Linked DNA regions of Rattus norvegicus: region 1 is linked to region 2. Evidence: chromatin contacts called from public Hi-C data. All regions are on one chromosome and are shown on one strand. Each heading gives the region's core, a stretch centred on a gene start, on an enhancer-like site or on the middle of the called end of the contact. The rest is flanking DNA. Distances are from core to core; before and after follow the strand shown.

Region 1 (4,668 bases), core at 699-3,198, 140 kb before region 2:
AGTGAAGGCGTTTGATGAGGTCTGCAGTTTATACCGTTCAGCAAAGTCTGCCCTGTTTCCTCCCCAACTAGGAAATGCACACCCCCCCCCAGGTCCAAAGCCCACAGTTTGGCTATTGAAAAGGTCTGAGAAAGTCATGCTCCAGGACCCAGCTGGGGAGCTCCAGGGTCTCAGTTTAACCTCTGTCAGCCTGTAGGTCTCAGGAGCTTTCCTGTTTCCGCTCCTTCCCTGGTTAACTAAGGTCACAACCTTCTGGAAGAATGCAGGATCAGCCAGCCCTTCTGCATTTCCTCTCCCTGTGTGTGAAAGGAGATATGTCCAACTGTGACTGCAGAGAGCCCTCATCCTTGTGACTCAGCAGACTGGACTGTCCTCAGTCCCATCCCCTGGAATGACACACAGACAGACAACTGCAGGAGTTGGATGTGGTTGCCACAGATGCTGAGCAGAGCCTGGACTCAGGTATCTTTCCCTGAGTCTCTCGAGTCCATCATACCTGCAACTATCTCTACCAGGACTGGGAACCGAACCCAGGGCTTTGCACATGTGAAAAGAGCACTGTGCCACTGAGTTATGTCCCTAACCCAAGTTGAAGGAATTTTATGGACTGAATTAATTGTTTACTTCCTCCTAAACCCACTTATGGAACTTTACAAGTTATATTTATACAAGTTATATTTTACAAGTTATATTTAAAGACAGGGCCTTTTATAGGGATAAATAGATAAGAGGAAGATATATTATGGGCACTAATCCAGCATGACTAGAGACCTTGGTGTTTGTTTGTTTGTTTTAAAGACATCTAAAGAGAGAAGACCAGGACATGACAAACTAAGGAAAGATGCCTCAGACTGAGACAATGCTACAGACACCTTGCAGTCTCTAAAGCTGAAAAAGTAAATTTCTAGTACATAAGTCACCCAGACCCGACATTTTGTTATGAGATTTTTCACTAATGCAATACTACCAGTAAAAACAAGGAGACAGAGTAGAGGAATTCACCAAGCCTGGCTGCAGGGCTAGGGCTGTGGCTCAGTGGCTGGATGCCTGTCTGGCACATTCAAGGGCCTGGGTTTAATCTTCAGTACCACAAAACCAAAACCAAAGAAGCAGAACCCTGAATGCCAGCCACTGCCCACCCTGCCTCCCTGGTGTAGCTGCCCTGGAGTGAGCTGGGATTTCTACTGAAGTCCTCTCTGCTTCTAAAACACGATGTTATTATGTACAGATTTTTCGTTTTGAAATAGAAAGAATTGTACTTCATGCGATTCTCCAAGATTCTCTTTTTTCTTTTCCTTTTTTTTCTTCTTCTTTTTTATTATTATTATTTTTTTTTTTTTACTTTTTTCCCCCTAGGAAACGTAGAATGTGAATCCAGGGCAGGCAAATCTGGGCTGGAATCCAGATCCCAAGAGCTCCAGCTGGGAGAAGGCAGGCACAGTTCTTTGTTGAGGCTGGCTTCATCATCGTTAAAAATGGAACTCATTTCCCTTACAAGGTTGTGCACAGGGCTGCAGAGAATGCCTCACTGACACACAGGTCCCTCCAAATCACCGCCTCCCTCATTTCTGTTGTTATTTTCTTTAACTTGAGGGCTGATGGAAGAGCTTACAATATCGTGTTGTCCCTAGATAACATAATCGACTGTTTTCTAGACTAAGAGCTAGGGCTGTGGATTCTACTCAGTGAGGAAAGGAAAATCTGTGTTTAGTTACCCTTTATGAATTGCTGCTGATGGAGGGCACCCGTGGGAGGGAGGGACAATCAAGCAGAGGAAAACTTGAAGGAAGTTCACCAACTGGGCTGGTTGCCTTTGAGACAGCAATTAGCCACCGTTGGAAGCTTTTCTTCTGTGAGAGTCCCTAGGCCTGTGAAGGTTTGCTGAGAAAGGGACCTTCTCAGCAGACGCCAAGAGCGATATTTTGGGGGTTGCAGCAACTGTGAATAGAACAGTATGGGGCTGACATCAAACTGGGAGCGGAGGGGGTGGGGCCCGATGGAAAGAAAGTTCTCTAAGCCTGTGATGGTTGCTGGTCCTTTCAACAGCCCGGTTTTCACATGTGATTACCCATGGAGCCCAGGGCTTGGAGTTTCTTTCTAGAGAGCTCATGGTTCATTTGCTTATTTAAATGTGACCTTCTTCTGCTTTCAAACTATGCTGGGAGTTTTTGTTTGCTTTGTTTTATTGGCAAATAAATGTATGAATGGAAAAGACAAGTGGATTCCAAGGTCTGGAATCAAGATTGTGAGTTGAAGATTGCAACACAGTGTGTGCTAAAATATTTATATGTGTGTTTATGGAATATTAATGTGGCATCCAGCAAGCACACAGGTAGACACTTGGGACAGCAGCTACCTCAGAGCTCTTCAAAGAACTTCTCTCACAGAATGTGGTTTTCATCTCTGGTCTTTCACTTTCTTCAAAGACTGCTGTGACCTCTCTCAGCCTTGAGGTGTCAGCTTGTCAACACCTCCTCCTCAGAGCCAACAGAACACACCTGTCTCCGCTGGGCTTGTTATTCTACTCCTGCATCCATCTGCCAGTAGGGAGAGGCCACAGGGACTCGGCGGTGTGTGGGAGTAGTGTGGCCTCCACTTGCTGTGAGCTTTTCTGGAACCAGAGCCTTTCAGTTCTTTGGGGACTGTTCTGCTCTAGATCCATCTATAGCACAAAGGAAGCTTGGCTGACTCACACAGTGTGACTGAGACTTACTGTTCACCTCGACTATGACGGTGCACACTTGTACTGCCAGCATTCGGGAGATAGGGATAGGAGGATCAAGAGTTCAAGGGCAGCCTGGGCTTTATGAGATCCTGTTTCAAAACAAAACAAGGACTGGCTAGAGGGCTCAGCAGATAAGGGTGCCCGCTGCCAAGCCTGCCGGACAACTTGAGATCACCTGAAATCAATCCCCAGGATTCATATAGTAGAAGAGAATTGATTTTTGCAAGTTGTCCTCTGAGCTCCTCATGCATTCCATAGAGCATGTGTGCCCCCATACACACAATCATCAATCATTCGGTGTAAAAAAAATTATACAAACAACAAAAGCCCTGTTAACTAAAAGGAATTAATGCCATACTCACTCACCTCTGTGCTTTCCTTCTCTCTCTCTCTCTCTCTCTCTCTCTCTCTCTCTCTCTCTCTATCTCTCTCTTTCTCTCTCTCTCTCTCCCTCTCTCTCTTTCAGAGTACCTGGTATTTTAGAAACAGACTAGCTAAGGAGTCCTATTCCTGTGATATAGTCAGGAAACAAAAACAAAGTGTTCTATACATGTATATATCACTACATTACACACACACACACACACACACACACACACACACACACACACACACACACACACACCCTTGCCCTTAGCGTGGGTTTGTACGCAGTAGAAATTTCCTTACTGGCCTCACTGATCGTTCTCTTCCTATTTCTCCCTGTGGGTGCTTCTTTGCCCTCCTCCATCTAGATTGTTAAGAATTCCCGTTTGCTAGCACTGCCACAGACTAAAGAGCTTAAACAACAGAAATTTAATTTCTCACAATGGAGACCCGCCATCTGAGATTCAGCATGGGTTGATTACTGGACCCCCAACCCCACTCACCCTTTGGCTTTCTGAGATAGGGTCTTGCTACATAGCCCTGGCTAGCCTGGAACTCAATGTGTAAACCAGGGTGGCCTCAGATTTGTAGCATGATCCTCCTGTCTCTGCCTCCCAAGTGTTGGGATTACAGGCACCCAGCACAGCACCTAGCACAGCACCTAGCACAGCACCTAGCACAGCACTCAGCATAGCACCCAGCACAGGACCTAGCACAGCACCCAGCACAGAACCTAGCACAGCACTCAGCAGCTGGCTTTTTTTTTTTTGAGGTCTTTCTCCCTAGTTTATAGAGGCCAATAGAGATGCAGTGTCCTCGTGTGCTTTTTTTTTTAATCTTAATTTCCTCCTCCTGTTCCTCTTCCTGTTCCTCCTGCTTCTCCTCTTCCTCTTCTCTTTCTCAGTTTCTTCCTCCTCCTGTTCCTCCTGCTTCTCCTTGTTGCCCAGGCTGTTCTTAACTCCTGGGCTCAAGTTATCCTTCTACCTCAATGTCCTAAGGAGTTAGGACTTAGAGGTGTAAAGCTCCACAGGTGGTAAATCTCCCCCATATACCAGTCTGGACTTGAACTCATGGCAATCCCCCTGCCTTAGCCTTCTGAGTGCTAGGATTACAGAGATGAGCTACCATACCCAGAGGAAATCTCCTTTTGTTATTATTTGTAATTTTATGTATACACATGTGTCTGCATACATGTACAAGCACCATGTGCCTGGTGCCCCTTGTGGGTGCTGACACTGAAAACCGGGTCCTCTGAAAAAGCAGAAATTGCTCTTAACCAATAAACCATCTCTCCAGCCCCAATTCTTCCCCTTTTTATAAGGATATTAATCATATCATAGTAGGGTTTACCTTGATGGCCCCACTTTAATGAGCCACTTATCACTTTATCTCTAGTGATAGACACTGAGGACTAGGACTTCAACTTATGAAGTTGGGGAGTTACAAGTCATCCCCTAACAGGAGGGCTGACAGCAGCGGTGGTGGGTGGATCACAGCCTTCTGTGATGGGGCAGTGGAGGGGGACACTTTCAAGGGAGGATGCAGCAGGACCACATCTTATCGCCTTCTCAGAAGAC
Region 2 (4,311 bases), core at 13-2,512:
GACATGTGTAGAAAAGGGGATGGAAAGGCACACAGACATTAGGCAACCTACCATGGTCACACAACTAGCTCAGAGCCCAGTTGCGGTTAGAACAAGGTGCAGTTTAACCTGAAGTCTATGATCTTGGTCACCTGCTCCGTGAGGGTCAAGGGTCTATGAGGTACCCAGAACTAGGAGAGAGCCTCACACAGCAACGTCCCCACACTCAGCACAACTGTCGTAAATAAGATCACACCGGGGCCAGCCTGGAAACACCAGGGATTGATCTGAAGCCCCGCAGTGTCCCGGCTTGTTTTCTGCCGTCTTATTAATACAGGAGAGACACGCACTGGACTGTGGAAGCCCTTTGTAGCAATCCTCCCCTCTCCTAACCTGCAGCCCTCTCTGACTGACACTCGACTCTATCCTGCTGGGGACATCCACCTCTGGGTAACAAAGTCCTTGTGTTGAGGAGACATCTAACAAGGCGCCGATCTGGAGAATTATCAGGGGAACAGCAAGCCCAAACGCTCAGCTCCACGATTTGCTTGGTTTCACTGCTGTTGTCTTGGCTCACACTGCAGTCCAAGCTGGCCTGGAATTTACAGTGTAACTGAGGTTGGTCTCAGACTCCGGGGTGCCTCCGGCCTCGGCCTCTATTTCTTACAGGTGTGCACTTTCACTTCCAGTCTCAGCTGTTTGTAGCCCAGAGCTGTCGACTTAGGATCCACTGGCTGCCAAAGCACTGGAGTCAGGGCCATGTCTGTAAATTCCCTTTCTTTTCTTTAGGGGGATTTAGGGGGAAGGTCTATATTTTGACTGATTCTCAAACTGGTTTGAGACGTTCCAAAGGGATCAAATGTAGTTCAGCGCTCGCTTTTTTATATGATCTTCAAGGTAAGATGGGTTTCATTGCTTTTAAATGGTTGAGACTGCGGGGAAAGGGAGAGTTCAGGGTGCATGAAAATCACATGAAATTAAATTTTATACCAAGTGCGATGACATGTGCCTGCAATGTATACATTTAGAAGCCAAAGACAGCCAAGTTTCTCTAGGTTTGAGTCCAACCAAGGCTGCATAATGAGACCCCGCCTAAAATAATAATTATAATAACAATGAGATGACAATTGTGTTCAGGAACACACTTTTTGTTTTGTTCTGAAACAAGATCTTTAGCCTAAATAAACTGTCTCTTAACTTCCGATCCCTCCCTTCTACTTCCTGAGTGCTGGGTGTATCCCACCACTCCTGTGACTCAAGTCATAACTCTGGGCTATAAATAACACTGCAGAACTTTCAAGTGGAGGCTCATACTTGTAAGTACTCAAGAGGCTGAGGCAGGGGGGGTTGGGGATTTAGCTCAGTGGTAAAGCGCTTGCCTAGGAAGCGCAAGGCCCTGGGTTCGGTCCCTAGCTCCAAAAAAAAGAACCAAAAAAAAAAAAAAAAAAAAAAAGAGGCTGAGGCAGGAGGAGTCCCCTGAGTTTGAGGCCAATCCGGGATACATCGTTAAGTTCCAGGCCACCCTGCAGGTTGTGTGGTGCTAGGGCTAGACCCCAGGGCTTCATGTGCACCAGGCGAGCCCTCTGCCAACTGAGCCACATCTCCAGACCCCATCCATAAATGTTACTGGAACCTCAGCACCCTTTGCTTATCTGTTACTCTACAAGGGTGGAGTTATCAAGTTCTAACAGTGTGAAAAGTCTCAAGCCCTCTCATGTTCTCTCTTTCTCTCTCTCTCTCTCTCTCTCTCTCTCTCTCTCTCTCTCTCGTTTGTTGAGATGGGGTCTATAATGGATGGTTTTATGTCAGTTTGACACTAGCTAAAGCCATCTGAGGAGGGAACCACAATTAAGAAAATGCCTCCATCAGATCAGGCTGTACCCCAGCCTGTAGGGCATTTTCTTGCTTGATAAGGGAGGGCCCAGCCCATCGTAGGTGGTGCCACCCTTGAGCTGATAGTTGTGGGTTCTGTAAAAAAGCAGGTTGAGCAAGCCAGTAAGCAGCTACTTCCATTGCATCCCCATCAGGTACTGTCTCCAGGGCCCTGCCCTGACTTCCTTTGATGAGGAACTGTGATGTGGAATCCTGAGCCAGACAAACCCTCCTCCCCAAGTTGCTTTTTGGTCGGGGTGTTTCATCACAGCAATAGAAACCCTGACTAAGGCAGGATCTATGATTGATCAACAATGGACCCCAGAGGCTCGTGTTTGAATACTTGGTTCCAGTTAGTGGAACTGCTTAAGACTGGTTAGGAAGTGCTGCCTTATTGAAGGAGGTGTGTCACAAAGCCCAGTGTCTCTTTCTGCCCAGGGATCAGGAGGTACGCTTAGCCCCATGCCTGTCTGCCTTCAGTCAAGTGTCCTGCTATGATGATAATGTACTAACCCTCTAAAACTGTAAGCTGGCCCCCGTTTAAGTGCTTACTTCTATGAGCATTGCCTTGGTCATAGTAGCTCTTCACAGCAATGTAACACTCATTAAGACCGAGTATTGTACGTGTGGCACAGGCTGGTCAAAGTCGGGCTCCTCCTGGGTCAGTCTCTCAGGTACATATCTACACTGGCATCTTTCCCGCAGTGTGCAGACTAAACCCAAGCCTGGTGTTTATGAGGCAAGTGCTCCGCCACAGACCTAGACTCTCAGCTGCCCTAAAACGTTTCAAAGAAATTTCTCTGCCAGAGATGCATGGGAGAACATGAGGTAATGCTTGTGCAGGGGGAAATAGCAGGGCTAGCAAGTCTGTCTGTCCAGACTTCTTGGATTCTCTGCAGTGGTCTTCCTTTCAGTGAGAGGGTAGGACCCTCTGAAGTGAGGCTCTTATTGTCTGATGAGGTAGAACAGAGTTCCTTTATTCTTGTCTCTTAAGCAGAGAGAGGGGCTAAGGACCTGCCCTGGGGAAGAAAAATTCTGGATTCTAGGACTTCAGGGGAGAGGGGGACAGAGGTACAGGTCACAGGAGGGCAGAGAAAATTTGCCCTTAAGGCATTGTCTTAATTACTTTTGGGACTAAGAAACAGTCTCACTCCTTAGCCCAGGTTGGTCTTGAACTCAAGATGATCCCCCTGCTTTAGCCTCCAGGGCCCTGGGATTATATGCATGAGGCACCATGTCTGACCTTGGTCTCCCTAGTTTACAGTACTCAGCCAAAACACACTTTGGGTATTTTTTCCTGGGCCCTAACATCACAAGTTCCAAAGACCCTCTCAGAGAATGTCTGTCCTATCTTCTAGAACTTTCTCAACTTTCCTAATACTGCAATCCTTTAATACAGTTCCTCACACTGTGCTGACCCCCTCCCACAAAATTATTTGTTCCTACTTCATACATGTAATTTGGCTACTTTATGAATTGTAATGTAAATATCTGGTGTGCAGGATATCTGATGTAAGACCCCTGTGAAAGGGCCATTTGACCTTCAAGGGGATCAGGAGCCACAGATTGAGAACCGCTGTTCTAGAAGTAAACACTGGCCAAATGGCACACGCATGCATTAGGGTGAAGAACACAGAACAGGGCAGATATCCATGGGCCCCAGGCAGCACGGACCCAGACCCTCTGCCTTGGCCCTGCCGAAAGTCTGTTGGCCAATGTCAATTATGGCACCACAGCAAGATTCATGATTCAGGCACTGCTTTGCCTTCAAAGTAGTCAGACCTGAGGCCAGAGACTGAACCCAGGACCTTGCACTTGCTAGGCAAGCGCTCTACCACTGAGCCAAATCCCCAACCCCCTAAGGGCACTTCTTACTCTTGCAGCACCCAGGGATTGGTTCCCAGCACCCACATGGCAGCTCACTACCATCTGCAACTCCAATTCCAGGGGATCTGATGCCCATCGCTGGCCTCCACAGGTACTAGGCACACATGTGGTGCACAGACATATGTGCAGGCAAAACATACATGCATTTAAATTTTTAAAAAAAAATTTTTTTTAAAGTACTAATACATTTCCAAGGTCCCTAGCCTCTAGCCCTGTTCCAATTTGCTCCTTAGGCCTGTCTGATGTCCTGAGTCTCTCTCACCCACAGACCACACCTCCAAACTCTAAGTTGACTTCTTAATATTTCCCTCAACAGAATGCTGAGTGTCACATCCCTGCCTTCTGCCAAAATGCGGTTGGCACCCTGTGACGAACTTACCCCTGCCCAAAAACTCCTAGTGAAATAAACAATAAACATTTATTCTCTAGCATAGCCCTTCCCTTCCGCGTCAGAAATAGGACCACTCTAGTTCAGGGTCTTTTATGAGATTCTTGTCTACCTAACACAGTGACCGAGAGTGGAAGATGGCTTCCACAGTGGTTCACGAAGGACGCAAATTAGTGTATGGGGAC

What was found. A called contact is a pair of places that touch in the nucleus more often than the background predicts.
Region 1: a contact with region 2 is called in a Hi-C map of the Rat2 cell line, with 7 times the contacts expected there. The contact joins two enhancer-like sites. A contact is called at or near these places in 8 of 12 Hi-C or Micro-C datasets (the A7r5 cell line, the Rat2 cell line, Schwann cells and 4 more).

The regions. Positions count from the first base shown.
Region 1 is chr8:75,720,736-75,725,403 of GRCr8, reverse strand. No RefSeq gene overlaps it. Among named protein-coding and RNA genes, the nearest start is that of Herc1, 73 kb to the left of the region's middle. Within about 2 kb of position 1,948, at least 58 of the 93 cell types and tissues checked have an H3K27ac peak or open chromatin away from gene starts, as enhancers often do.
Region 2 is chr8:75,578,477-75,582,787 of GRCr8, reverse strand. No RefSeq gene overlaps it. Among named protein-coding and RNA genes, the nearest start is that of Ciao2a, 15 kb to the right of the region's middle. Within about 2 kb of position 1,262, at least 3 of the 93 cell types and tissues checked have an H3K27ac peak or open chromatin away from gene starts, as enhancers often do.